Regions from separate parts of the Sus scrofa genome. Here region 1 is linked to region 2. The links are chromatin contacts, called in public Hi-C maps. All regions are on one chromosome and are shown on one strand. The core of a region is the stretch at or near the end of the contact, and the rest is flanking DNA. Distances in the headings are between cores, read along the strand shown.

The links. Hi-C and Micro-C count contacts between places; a contact is called where the count stands out from the background.
Region 1: a contact with region 2 is called in a Hi-C map of fetal liver, with 2.2 times the contacts expected there. The contact joins two enhancer-like sites. A contact is called at or near these places in 12 of 47 Hi-C or Micro-C datasets (brain, embryonic fibroblasts, fetal heart ventricle and 5 more) and 1 of 2 datasets of contacts at active chromatin or transcription factors (skeletal muscle).

What each region holds. Positions count from the first base shown.
Region 1 is chr6:17,177,632-17,183,876 of Sscrofa11.1, forward strand. All of the region lies in intron 4 of WWP2 (NEDD4-like E3 ubiquitin-protein ligase WWP2), which reads right to left. Among named protein-coding and RNA genes, the nearest start is that of WWP2, 47 kb to the right of the region's middle. Within about 2 kb of position 2,415, at least 15 of the 83 cell types and tissues checked have an H3K27ac peak or open chromatin away from gene starts, as enhancers often do. A contact at or near this core is called in fetal liver and liver, where this site is marked.
Region 2 is chr6:17,080,799-17,087,758 of Sscrofa11.1, forward strand. WWP2 (NEDD4-like E3 ubiquitin-protein ligase WWP2) reads right to left here. Exons shown (of 24, transcript XM_021093861.1): 11 at 3,377-3,431. Among named protein-coding and RNA genes, the nearest start is that of MIR140, 6.7 kb to the left of the region's middle. Within about 2 kb of position 2,118, at least 18 of the 83 cell types and tissues checked have an H3K27ac peak or open chromatin away from gene starts, as enhancers often do. A contact at or near this core is called in fetal liver and liver, where this site is marked.

The sequences.
Region 1 (6,245 bases), core at 1,165-3,664, 97 kb after region 2:
AATTTACTACCCTAAGAAAAAAAAAAAGACAAGAGAACAAAGATATCTTTACAAGAATTTACCGAAAACTCTTGCTTATAGTAGTAAAGGAATAGCAACAGCCAACAATAAAAGACTGGTTAAACTATGGTGTATTCATACCCAAAAAATGCTATTGGAGCCATTAAAAGGATCTAGTTTCATTGTGGTGGAAAGACTGGGTGGAAAAAAAAGCAACTTATAAAGCAATACATACAGCGAGTTCCTAGTTTGGGAAAAAAGCTATACACGCACATATACATGACTGTATTATATACATATGATTGACATACACCCCAAAAGCTGAGGGGATATATACCAAAATATTAACAGGGTTAGCTCTGAATAAAAAAATTTCCACATATCTTCTCAATTCTGCTGTGAGACTAAAACTGCTCTAAAAAATTCTTTAAAAAATACAAACACTCAATGGAGTTCATAACAACAGAACAAGATTTGCAAGCATTGTGGGGGGAAAAAAAAGAATTTCCAGTGATCTTTCCCTAACAAGACAAAAAAAAAAAAAAAAAAAAAAAAGAATTTCCCATGATTTTTAACCTCCTTCGTTGAAAGGCAATATATGCAGAGAGTGCAGGCAAAGGCTCTTGAGACAAAAAGGCCTGGGTCAAATCCCAACTCTGCCTCCACCTACTATGCGACCTTGGGCAAGTTACAGCATGTCTGCCTGTTTCCTCCTCAAAGGAGATGGCAGTACCACCTACCTCATGGGTATGAGGAGGATTAAATGAGAAGGAAAAAATATATATATATCTATATATACACACACATATATATTAAGACTTCATACCTGGCACATACTAAGCGGTCACAATGTTTTTGTCTTTTTTTTCAACAAGCACGAAAGAATAAAAATCCAAAAAATAATGATAACATTTTCAGTTTTAGGTTTATGCTTCCTTTATAATCACAAAAAAGTATTAATAGTCCCCTCATTGCCCCCATATCCAGAGGTTCCACATCCAGATTCACCCAAATGGGGATCAAAAATATTCAGAAAAAGGAGTTTCCACCATGGTGCAGTGGAAACAAGTCTGATTAGGAACCATGAGGTTGTGGGTTCAATCCCTGGCCTTGATCAGTGGGTTAGGGATCCGGCATTGCCCTGAGCTGTGTGTAGGTTACAGATGAGGCTCAGATCCTGCATTGCTGTGGCTCTAACATAGGCCAGTGGCTACAGCTCCGATTCACCTGAGAACCTCCATATGCCATGGTGCAGCCCTAAAAAAACAAAAACAAAAACAAAAAAATCAGAAAAAAAGAAAATTCCAGGGAGTTCCCTGGTGGCCTAGGAGTTAGGGATATGGCACTGTCACCACTGTGGTTCATGTTTGATCCTTACCTTGGGAACTTACACATGAGGGAAAAAAAAAAATTTCAGAAAGTTCCCAAAAGCCAACCTTGAATTTACTGTGCTCCAACAACAATTCACAAAGCACTTACATTGTATGAGGTATTATAAGTAATTTAGAGATGATTTAACAGATACGAGGTATGTGCATAGGTTATATGCAAATATAACACTATTTCACATAAGGGACTTGAGCATCTTTGGCCTGTGGTATTGGGGCAGGCCCCACAGATACCAAGGAACAATTATAATACTTTCAATTTTGGGGAGCTTCCATCTTGGCTCAGTGGCTATGAACCCGACTAGGAACCATGAGGTTGCGGGTTTGATCCCTGGCCTTGCTCAGTGGGTTAAGGATCCGGCGTTGCCGTGAGCTGTAGTATAAGTCCCAAATGCAGCTCCAATCCCACATTGTTGTGGCTATGGTGTAGGCTGGGGGCTGCAGCTTCAATTCAACCCCTAGCCTGGGAATCGCCATATGCCACGGGTGTGATTCTAAAAAGACAAAAAAAATATATACATATTTTCACTTTTGGGAGCAAGAGAGAATTTCTCAGAAACTTTCTGTGAGCCTTCCATGAGACTGAAATAACTAGGTCTTAGTGGCTGACCAGGTTCATAAACGTAACCTCTTGGCTCTGCAGGACTGGCTTGGCCATTCCTCCCATCAGGCCTCATCAAGGCACTGGAGTTTGCAGCTATGTTCTAAAGAACAGCTCCCTACCAGTCCATAGCACTGTCACGTACTTCCTTTTCGCTTCCATCTCTTGCCTGCCTCCCCCTCAGCTGAAGAAGCAGTGAATACTTTTTCAAACTTAAAACTGTTTTCAAGTGAGGAGCAACGTTTTAAAATTTTCTCTCGTCTCCCCCTGACTCACGTTCCAAGGATCAGTGGTTTTATTTACCTTTCAGTGGAAAAACTGGAAAAACAGCGCTGTGTTTACTTTAAAATCAATGCATGCACTGTGTGTCAGGCCTGCCTCCTTGAGCCACACACGGCCCACACACCAGAGCACACCATCCTCGCAGAGAAGGAGGGAGGGAGGGCTCGTGACTGGCCTATCTGTTCTCGGAACGTAAAGTGCAGTAACAACCCTCTGCTTAGAAGATTTTTAAATAAATAGGAAGCTGTTTGCTTTTTTTTCTCTGCTTTTTTTTTTTTTTTTTTTTTTTCAGTCTGGAGACACACATGTGGAAAGAAAACAGACCTACATAGAAAATGAAGAGCTTAAGCAAAGAGTTTTTCAAAGGTACTTCATTCCTTGCAGTGGTTTGGGTACAGTGATTCTCAAACCACCTCCTGTGCCTGCAGAACTGAGGAAATGAGTGAATTGATGGATGATGGGAAGAGGCAGGGCTCTTAGGAAAGCAGGAGTATCAGCAAGAACCCTGCGGGGCTGAATTAGAACCGGAGGTTTCAGTACAAATTCATCATGTTTAATACAAGACAAAGGAGTAGATATTTACATGTCTGTGTGCACTGGGGTTTTTTTGTTAGTTTGGGGGGGTTTTGTTTTTGTTTTTTGCTTTTTAGGGCCACACCCGCTGCATGTGGAGGGTCCCAGGCTAAGGGTCAAATCAGAGCTACAGCTGCCAGCCTACACCACAGCCACAGCAACGCCAGATCCAAGCTACACCTGCGACCTACACCACAGCTCACAGCAACGCCGGATCCTTAACCCACTGAGCCAGGCCACGGATCAAACCCGCAACCTCATGGTTCCTAGTAGGACTCATTTCTGCTGTGCCACAATGTGAACTCTGGCTTTTTGGTTTTTGTTTTTTTAAATTCTTCCCCTTTTTTGGCTGCCCCAGGCCACAGTGAGTTCCCAGGCCAGGGATCAGATCCGAGCCTCAGTTGTGACATACACCACAACTTCATCAACGCTGGATCCTTAACCCCACTGTGCCCAGCCAGGAATCAAACCTGTGTCCTGGCACTGCAGAGATGTTGCCGATCTGGTTGAGCCACAATGGGAACTCCAGAACGTTAGGTTTCTTGATTTGGTTAATTATACAGTACTTCAGTAAGAAAATACCCTTCTTCTTAGGAAACAGACACTTAACTATTTAGGGATAAAGAAGTACAAGATTTGTCATTTTAAATGACTCAGCAAATCATTATATGTGTATATACAGATGGAGACGATGTTATGGCCAATGCACCAAAATATCAACAGTTGGGTGAAGGGTAGAGGGGTATTCTTGGTCCTATGCTTGTAACCTGTCTCTGAGTTTGAAATTTTTTATTTTTATTTTTTTCTTGTCTTTTGAGAGCCTCACCCATGGCTTGTGGGAGTTCCCAGGCTAGGGGTCAAATCGGAGCTAAACTGCTGGCCGACGCCACAGCCACAGCCACAGCCATGCCAGTTGCGAGCCATGTTTGTGACCTACACCACAGGCTCACGGCAACGTCGGATCCTTAACCCACTGAGCAAGGCCAGGGATCGAACCCACAACCTCATGGTTCCTAGTCGGATTCATTTCCGCTGTGCCACAACAGAACTCCTGAAATTATTTTAAAGTAAAGGAGTTTTGTTGCTGTTGTCGTTTTTAATCCACCTCAAGCTAGATTTCCCTCCTCAGAAGCAGGACGAACTGGTAGTGCCAAGGTCTGTGGTGCTGATGAGGCTGGCTGCGGGAGAGGAGCGCTTCAGGACAAAAGTGGGTCCCGGGTCCTACGTGCCAGCAAGCCAGAAAGAAAGGGAGACCGTCCAGCGGACGGGGGCGGTTGAAACCTATGTTGACAACTCTGAAGCTGGAGGGCAGGGATTAGGTTTGAAAATTCCCCTAACGAAAAGGTTTTTAAAAGTCGATATTCATGCAATTAAAAACAAATTTTTTAAATCAATATTCAACCGCAAAAGCTGGCTTGCACACAGAGATGACGAGACCTGTCCTTAGGAGACAAACCAGGACTTTTGGGCAAGTCCTCCGCTCCGGCGCAGCCAGGTCAGTGTCCCCGCAGGGTCAGCGGAGGCTGACCATGACGCAAGTGCTGGGCTTGAGTAAAACCCTCTACCCCAGCATCCCTCGGCCAGGGGGAGGCAGCAAGCGTCAGCTGGGCTTCCCAATGAACTTTAAAGTCCGCCCAGGGGAAAACAAGGGAGCGAATGAAAGGATGAATTATGTTCCGTGGAGCAGAAAAACGCCAGGTGGGGCAACCCCTACGCGTCATGTCCTTCCCGGGAAAAGTGGTTTCCAGAAGACCGGGGCTCCCGATGAGAGGAGTCGCCTCACCCACTGGGACCCACTACCCTACGAAACCGTATTCCTACTTAGACATCACTCTGGAAACACTTCCGGCCCGGCAGCTCCCCAGGGAGCGCATGCGCCCAGACCACGGTGCAGAAGTGTCCCATGCTGCCAACGGCCTCCCCGCGCCACACCTGCAAAGCCTTCCCACTTCTTCAGTCTTAGAACTGTCTCTTGGAACAACCTCAGGTCTGCCTCCCATGTAGGCAAGGAGGTTCCCTATCAGGAAACTGTCTTTGATGTCCATCTCTGGGATTTGACCCGCCCACTCTTTGCAAAGGAAAGTAGCCTACGATGCAGAATAATAACTACCCTTACTCCTCCTCCTCCCCCCATAGGACTTCCATGTGTCAGGTACTGTGAGTTCATTTAATCTCAAAACAACATTTTACAGACAAGGAAACAGAAGCAAAGTGAAGTTAAGGGATGGGAGGCTGTACAAAGCTGCTGGAATCAGGATTCAGACCCACGCAGTCTGAGTCCACTGTCTTCCCATCCTGAACCACTTCTCTACACAGCAGATTTGCAATCACCAGAAACAGCTGTGCTCTAAATAGGAGGCTTTATGAAAAATGGCTAGAATATTTTCTCTATTGGTTATGCTACTGCCATCCTAGATTTATAAATTTTCATCCTAGATTTTCTTTTTCTAAGAAAAAGCAGCCCACTGCCCTATTACAATCCAAATTTTCCATCGGATACAGATCTGATGGGCCTCACTACTCAAGCCAGCCACACACTCACAGTGCTAAGCTGGTGTCAGGCAGAGCAGCAGGAGCTGCAGCCACTGCCACAAGCAACACTCCCTGGGAGCCATGGAAAACATCCTCCTCCATCCCTCTGGGCTCAAGGAGAAAATCACAGCAGCAACTACAAACAAGAATCAGAACTCAGCAAAGTGTAGGGGATGGCGAATGGCTTCACCATTGCAACACTGCTGACAGTCTCTACAAACGCTAAACATACATTCACCCGATGAACCAAGTCCTCAAAGTAGATATAGAGACAGACAGACAGAGAGACAGATATTTCTGGCCACACCCACAGCATGTGGAAGTTCCTGGGCCAGGGATCGAACCCGAACCATGACAGTGTCTTGAGCTGCCGCAGTGACAATGCCAGATCCTTAACCTACTGTGCCACAAAGGACCTCCACAAGACAAGAGACAAACTCAGCAGACATGCACATCTATGTCCTCCAAAATATACAAATAAGAATGCTTAGGAATTCCTGCTGTGGCAGTGGTTTAAATGCCACTTAATCCTGCAGTAGGTTAAGGATCTGGTGTAGTCTCTGTGGTTGCATGGGTTCTCTCCTGGATCCAGCATTGCTGCAGCTCTGGCATAGGTCATACCTGGAGCTCGGATTTGATCCTTGTCTCGGGAATTTCCATATGCCGTGGGTTCAGCAAAAAAGAAAAAAAAATAAAATAAAGGAATGATCACAGAAGCTTTGTTTGTGATAGCTAAAAAGCAGAAACAACCCAAATGTCCAACAGGAGACTAGCCAAATAAACTGTGGTATAGTCCTACAAGAGGATAAAGACAAACTCAGAAATTTCAAACTCTCATATACAAAAGCAGAGATGAATCTCACAGATAC
Region 2 (6,960 bases), core at 868-3,367:
TGCCTGCTCCTGGTCCCAAGCTGTCAGAGAAGTTTAACCACCCAGAGCCTGGCTCTCATATCCGTCACTGGCAAAAAGGACAAGGAGCCCTTTCCTTTCTGGGGAGGAGGGATAGACACGTTTTCAACTCAAGATCAAGCACCGTCTTCGGTGGGTGGGTCTGCGGGAGAGAAGGGGGTGGTGTGGCAACACGAGGGGGGGCAGCCCAGCTGAACCCAGAGGCGTAATTGCAACCAGCTGTGTGCAAAGTGGAGGCACAGCCCAGCCTCCCCTCAACCCGGGTCCCCACCCCAGTCCATCGCTGCTGCTCTCTGGTCCTGCAACCGCTCCGCCCACTGGATGCAGTGACCCGGGTGCCTGTCTCACAGGCAGGGTCACTGTGGGGTGGCTGCATTTCCCCTCATGCCTCTCCGATCAGCGCTCTGCACCACCGGGCCTATGTCCCCTCCGGCTTAAAGGCAAAATTTTGTCCTAAAGCTCCCACATCCTAACAAAACCTCTATGCTGCTTATGCGCAAATCCACATCTGGGGTTGTAGGCACGCACAATGCCATCTCGGCCTTACACCTAAGTGCGTGCTTCGAGACGGGGCAGCGTTTGGGAGCTCAGACACAGCTCTGATCTCCTCGGGACAGTATCTACCTCTAGCCCCAATGGACTCACGATGGCTCTGGGTTGTTCGAGGGAGAGAAGTCTGGGCGGGCTGGGGGCAGACTCAACTCTAGCTGGTGATTCTGGCCTTTGAAGGGATTGAAAAGAGAGCCCACCAGCTCCAGGCGGATGGCAGATAAGACTCAGGGCAAGACAACCACCGCACGCGTGGCTGCTCTTCCTAGCTCAAAGCTCCTGAGCCCTCCAACCTGTTTCTGTCTTGAAGACAAACAAAGCTAATGGCCCTCTCTATTTTATGATAACGGGGAGAAATTGAAGAAATAAAAATAACCAGTTCCAGAAGCTATGGGGAAATCAAAAGCAGAAAAAGACACAGAACTGGGGGGCCCAGCCCCCTCGCCTCACGTATCAAGCTGCCACGTGCCCCGTATCAACCCAGGGTCCCGTCTCTCTCTGCCTTACCTGGTATCCATTTCTTAATGGAAATTTCAAATACACAGACAAAAGGAAAGAAAGAAAAGGTATTGGCCCAGAGCCACTACCACCCCACGACAGCCTGGGGGACCACCCCACAGAAGACAGGCTTCCCGAGGAGGTCCTGGGGGAGGGAGGAGCCGCTCCCAGCCCAGGAGCTTCTGCTTTGAACTAGATCCTCTGCACGTGCTCAGCCAAGGACCAAAGCCAAGGCCAACTGCCAAGCTGGGGGATCTGTCCAGCCGGCCCGGGGCCCTTGTTGCTGCGTGGGGGCCTTCCATGGCCCACTGCGTGGGGGCCTTCCATGGCCCTGGTCGCTGCACACAAGGTGGTAGTTTGGGGGTGGGGAAAGTCCTCAGGTGTCATCTAGCTCGACCTGATTTAGGAAGAAATGGACTGGGAAGCATTCAGTCACTTGCCCGGGGTCAGAGCGGCTGAGGAGACACGGACCTAAACCTGAGGTGTCCTGGCCCCTGGGTGGGGGCTCGGAGAGAATGTAGGGTCTCCCTAGGGGAGCAGAAAGGGAACCCAGGACAGCAAAGGAGAACACAGGAGACTTAGCAGCAGGCTCAATTGCTAAACACAATTCTCCTTTGGTTTTGCTGCTTTTTCTGTTCACTCTTAACTCTCCCAGGGGAGGTGGCCCTGCCACAGCCCTGGGGAAACCAACAAAAAGCCCAGAGGATTTGATGAGGAAGGTTCCCTGGCCCTCAGCCAGAAGTTCTTTTTCTCTCAGTTTCATACCATTATCATCTGGTCTGCTTTCTGGATGATTTGCTAAGAGCACGGACTCCAACCAGGGCCCTTAGCCCCGTCTCATATTTCACACTTGGCTTCTAGGAGCTGTTTTCGAGACCCTAGAGCTGCTCTGACTTGGTGAGCAGCATTTAGGAGAAGTGCTACGGAAATCAATCACTTGACTCCACAGATCCAGGGACGACTCTGGGTCCCCTGCTCTAGGTCACAGTGTCTACTGGCTGCCAGATGGCCTTTCAGATTCTTATTTTATCTGATGCGCCTTCCCCTGCCCAGCCAGAGGTCCTACCTTTGACCCTCGCACTTCTGACTGGCTGCGATCTCTGAGATAACAGTGAACAATGACCTTTCATCCATTCAGGGAGCCAGGTGGATCATCCATCTGCTAAAAATCACGAACTGTGTCGGGGCTTCCATAACGGATACGCTCCACGAGAAAGACTAGGCAGTCTTGCCAGCGCCCAGGAATGCAATGGGAATTGACAAGTGATACCCTGCGGGTCCAAGGGGATGGATGCAACCTTATAAAATACTAGCAGGGAGTAGTCGTGTTGGCAGTGAGAGGAACCAGCTCAAAAGCTGCACTTCTCCGGGCAATGCTCATGCTCTCATTGTCTGCTTCTTCATCGTGGTTGGGGAGCACACACCGCCCCTGCCAAGCCCAATTTAATACCATCTGTGGAGACCACCGAACGCACTGTCCTCTGTGGGCCTAACAAATAAATTACACCAGGCACAGCCTGGTGCATGTAAAACTGATTCCAGGGACAGGCACTGGACATATGGACCAAAACCCTGACTCAGTGTGCTGAGTCCCGCCATCTCTTGTGACCCCTTTTTTGCACGGCCACTCCTTCCGAGAACAGCCACGAGGCCCACCATCTCTCCCAAGGCACAGATGGCCGTCCCTCTAGCCCATCACTGGCAAATTACACCCAGGACCTGGTACCCTCCAGTGAGCAGGGGAGGCCGGCACGGCACTCTTAACTGGCACTTTCAACCTGCCACCAGCCAGAGCTCAACTCTCTCATCTGCTTCCCTCTGGTCCCTTTCGTAGTCTATATGCCTGCGAGTCAAAATAAGGCTGAAGTCCTCCAACATCTCAGCTGCAAAGAAAGCTTTGGTAAGGTTGCTTTCCATGGCCACAGACCTGAAACAAATGCATCTGGGCATCAGCCCGTGTCAGAGTGCCTTAATCAACTCGGATGGATTCTTGAGGCGACACCTTGAAAGTCAGCACCACTACCCAAGAGCCCCACGGCTGCTCGGGGCTTCCTTTCGTGAGGTCACCCTCCGGCAGCTAAGGTGGTGAGTGCTACAGGGGCGCCAAGGGACTCGGCTGCTCTTCCAACCTTCCTTCCAGCTGCAGCTCCTGCAACTGCTCCAGCTAGGCGTCCCCAGAGGGGGTGCCCGAGAGAACCCAGGCGGGAAACCGAGGCATGGAAGCAAGGAAGATGCCCAGGGAAAGAGGACAGAGCGCAGTGGAGCATCAGCGGACACGGCTGGGGGCACAGGAGGAGAACTCGGTACTTACCCCAGCCAGGAGGGAGGGGGCCCAGTGGGTCATGGTCAGTGGAAGCACTCGAAGACTAAACACAAGAAACACAGCAGAACACAAGATGTTTAAAAAATGAAAATAAAAAGCCGCTGGTTAAAAATCACTCAAGTGATCAAAATATAAATGCCAAGGGCTGGTTTCCACATTTGAGCACTTGGTGGAGCACAGGGTGGGGGCCTTAGGTGACACGAGCTCCTCTCAGACGTCTTGTCTTCTCGGAAAAAGAAAAACCCGAAAAAGGGCCCTGCACGCGGAGGGGAGCTTTGGAGGGTGGAGCGAGGGGGAGGAGAGGTGCACAGGGGAAGGTGGGCCCGGGGCTGGCGAGGCTGGCGAGGCAGGGAGCCGGCCCAGGCGGGGCAGGAGGGCCGGAGCGGGGCTGCCCGGCGGGCTGGGCCCAGGGCCTCTGCTCAGCTCCCGCTCAGGCGGCCAAGGCGACTGAAATCACCACCACCTCCAACTTTCTCCAAGAACCACACACGGGAGGGGAAAAAATATCGCAGGCCTTTCCAATGAAATCATTCCCACAAGCCCTGCCCACGCCCAGAGCTTCCTGGCCGGGGGCTGGGCCTCCTCCCGCCACCTCCCGCCTGGGTGCCGGGGAGAGGGAGCCGCCGGCAGGCCGGGGTGTGCGACAGACTGAGGGCACATTCAGGCCCAGGCCCCTCACCTCCCCCAGGAATGTTTTGCTTCCCTTCACAAAAGCACCTTTATTCTCCTCCGGCCTCAACCTGAAGTCGCTCAGTGTTCCCGGTGTGCCTGTCTGGGGAGGTGGGGCTGGGGGCGAGGGGGCGAGAAGGGGAGCCGGCAGAGAAGGGAGGCCTGACTCCAGGCCTTCGGGGTCACTGTTTACATGAGGGCCCCCACCCGCAGCCCAATGCTGCTGCCAGGTCCCCGGGGCAGGGCTGCCCGGGGGCCGAGGGTTCTCACATCCTGAGGGGAAGGGGGCAGGGCCGTGGAAGCCTCTTCAAGGTTAAATAAAACAAGTATTGTTCCCTGCTTGCTTTCTCTCTCGCTTTCCTTTCTTTCTTTCTTTCTTTCTTTTTTTTTCTTCTTTTCTTGCCCAGGCATTTTTATTTCACTTACTAAAAGTTAATCATTAAATGGGGGGGATCAAGTTCTCCATGCAGACTCTGGGCTGCCTGGTTGGCCCCGTCTGGGGGCGACAGAGCCACACACGGGCAGCAGGATGAATGGAGCTCAGTCTTGGCTTAAGAAAACACTGGCCGAACTCAACTGCCAACGGACCCCCTTCCAGGGCCCTCCCTCCACCCCCAGGGAAAGTTTCCTTCCAAGGTGGCAGCTCAAGCAACTCCTCCAAAGCCAGTTCTAACAAAGACGGTTAAGTCTTGAAACCGTAGGTTCCTTGAAGGGACGCAGCCCCCTTTCAGCCCAGGGCCTCCTAGCCTGGGCGGAATGAAACTGCTCGAAGGTGCGGGAAGCTGGGCCGTCCTAGATTTAGGGCACCTTGCCCTCAATCTGGAGGGTGTGTTTGCCAGCTCCACCCCAATTCGGATTTGTCTGATGGTTACTGGGGAAAAAAAAAAAACACCCCAAAAAACCTCCCAAATTCACAGAGGTTGTTTTGATGTGTGTGGAGGGGAGAGGGGTGGGGGAGTCAGCATCTCATAAAATCCAAGCTCCTCCAACTGTGTTTTGTAGTTAATACGTAAGACAACGGAAGGAAAGCCCTGCCTTGGGAAACACGCATGCGCTTCAGATAATGAGGCCAAACAGGAGACAGCGCCTAAGTGCTGAGCTGGAGCAACATCCTTGCAAAGGGTAAGGACTGCAGAAAAGGTCATTTAAAGACATGAAAAGAAGGCAGCATTTGGCATTTGGAGCAAAATTGTTTGCTGATGTAAGTCTCCCCCCCAACCAAACTGGATTATGTGCAAGGAATTCAGGAGCTTGGATGTGAAATTAGCTACCACCTGGGCCTCAGGGGACTTACAGTCCTATCTTGCTTAACTCTACAAATCAACACACCAAAGGTCTTTCCTGATGGCTTCCGTGACCTGCACTGAACTAGAAACAAAAAATGTTTATCAGGAGTTCCCATCATGGTGTAGCGGAAATGAATCTGATCAGGAACCATGAGGTTGCAGGGGGTTTGATCCCTGGCCTTGCTCACTGGATGAAGGATCTGGCGCTGCTGTGAGCTGTGGTGTAGGTTGCAGATGTAGCTTGGATCTGGCGTTGCTGTGGCTCTGGCTAGGTTGGCAGCTACAGCTCTGATTCGACCCCTAGCCTGGGAACCTCCATATGTCGCTGGTGCGGCCCTAAAAGGACAAAACACACACACACACACACACACACACACACGTTTATCAGCCCCTTTCTTAATCCTTGCCTTTTCTTTTTTAGCCATGCAGGTGGTATATGGAAGTTCCCGGGCAGTGACCCAAGCCACAGCAGTGACAATGCTTAATCCACTAAGCCACCAGGGAACTCCAATATTTGTCCTTTTGTTTTTTTTTTTGTTTTTTTTTTTGTCTTTTTGCCATTTCTTGGGCCGCTCCTGCGGCATATGGGAGGTTCCCAGGCTAGGGGTCTAATTGGAGCTGTAGCCGCCGGCCTACGCCAGAGCCACAGCAACGCGGGATCCGAGCCGCGTCTGCGACCTACGCCACAGCTCATGGCAACGCCAGATCGTTAACCCACTGAGCAAGGGCAGGGATCGAACCCGCAACCTCATGGTTCCTAGTCAGATTCGTTAACCACTGCACCACGACGGGAACTCCAGATTTAAAAAAAAAAAAAAAAAAAAAAAAAAAAACCCTAACAATAGAGAGCCAACACTGTGTGAAATTTCTGACATTAAAAACAAAAGGGGAGTTCCCGTTGTGGCGCAGTGGTTAACGAATCCGACTAGGAACCATGAGGTTTCGGGTTCGGTCCCTGGCCTTGCTCAGTGGGTTAACAATCCGGCGTTGCCGTGAGCTGTGGTGTGGGTTGCAGACGCGGCTCGGATCCCGCGTTGCTGTGGCTCTGGCGTGGGCCAGAGGCTACAGCTCCAATTTGACCCCTAGCCTGGGAACCTCCATATGCTGCAGGAGCGGCCCAAGAAATGGCAAAAAGACAAAAAAAAAAAAAAAAAAAAAAAAAAAAAAAATCTTTGGTATCCTCTCATTCTCACCCTGTGAAAACACCTCCTTCTCCAAACCTAAAAGAGGAGGAGAGAAGAGGAGGCCAAGAGTAAGGAAGAGAGACCAGAGACTGAGAAACATGAACACATGAACCAGAGCTGGTGGAAGCTGATGCTCGTAATTATCTGACCTCCTACAGGTAAAGCAAAGCGCTTGATTATTTTTGCATATTTCTTCCCTAATGTATACAAGTTGAAAAATGTAAAAAAGTGGACAGAACCCAAGGAGATGCAAAAAATAAAAGCTGCACATCGAGACCCGAGAACCAAAACCCCCAAACCTCACATCTCCAGTGAGCTAACCAACTCCCCTCCTCTCCTATCAAGTCTTCCCCTGAAATAAGGGGTCCCATGTGTGACCTGGAGCTCGCTGGAGAGGCACAGAGAGAGGGGTGTGGGGAGATACCAGTCAGAA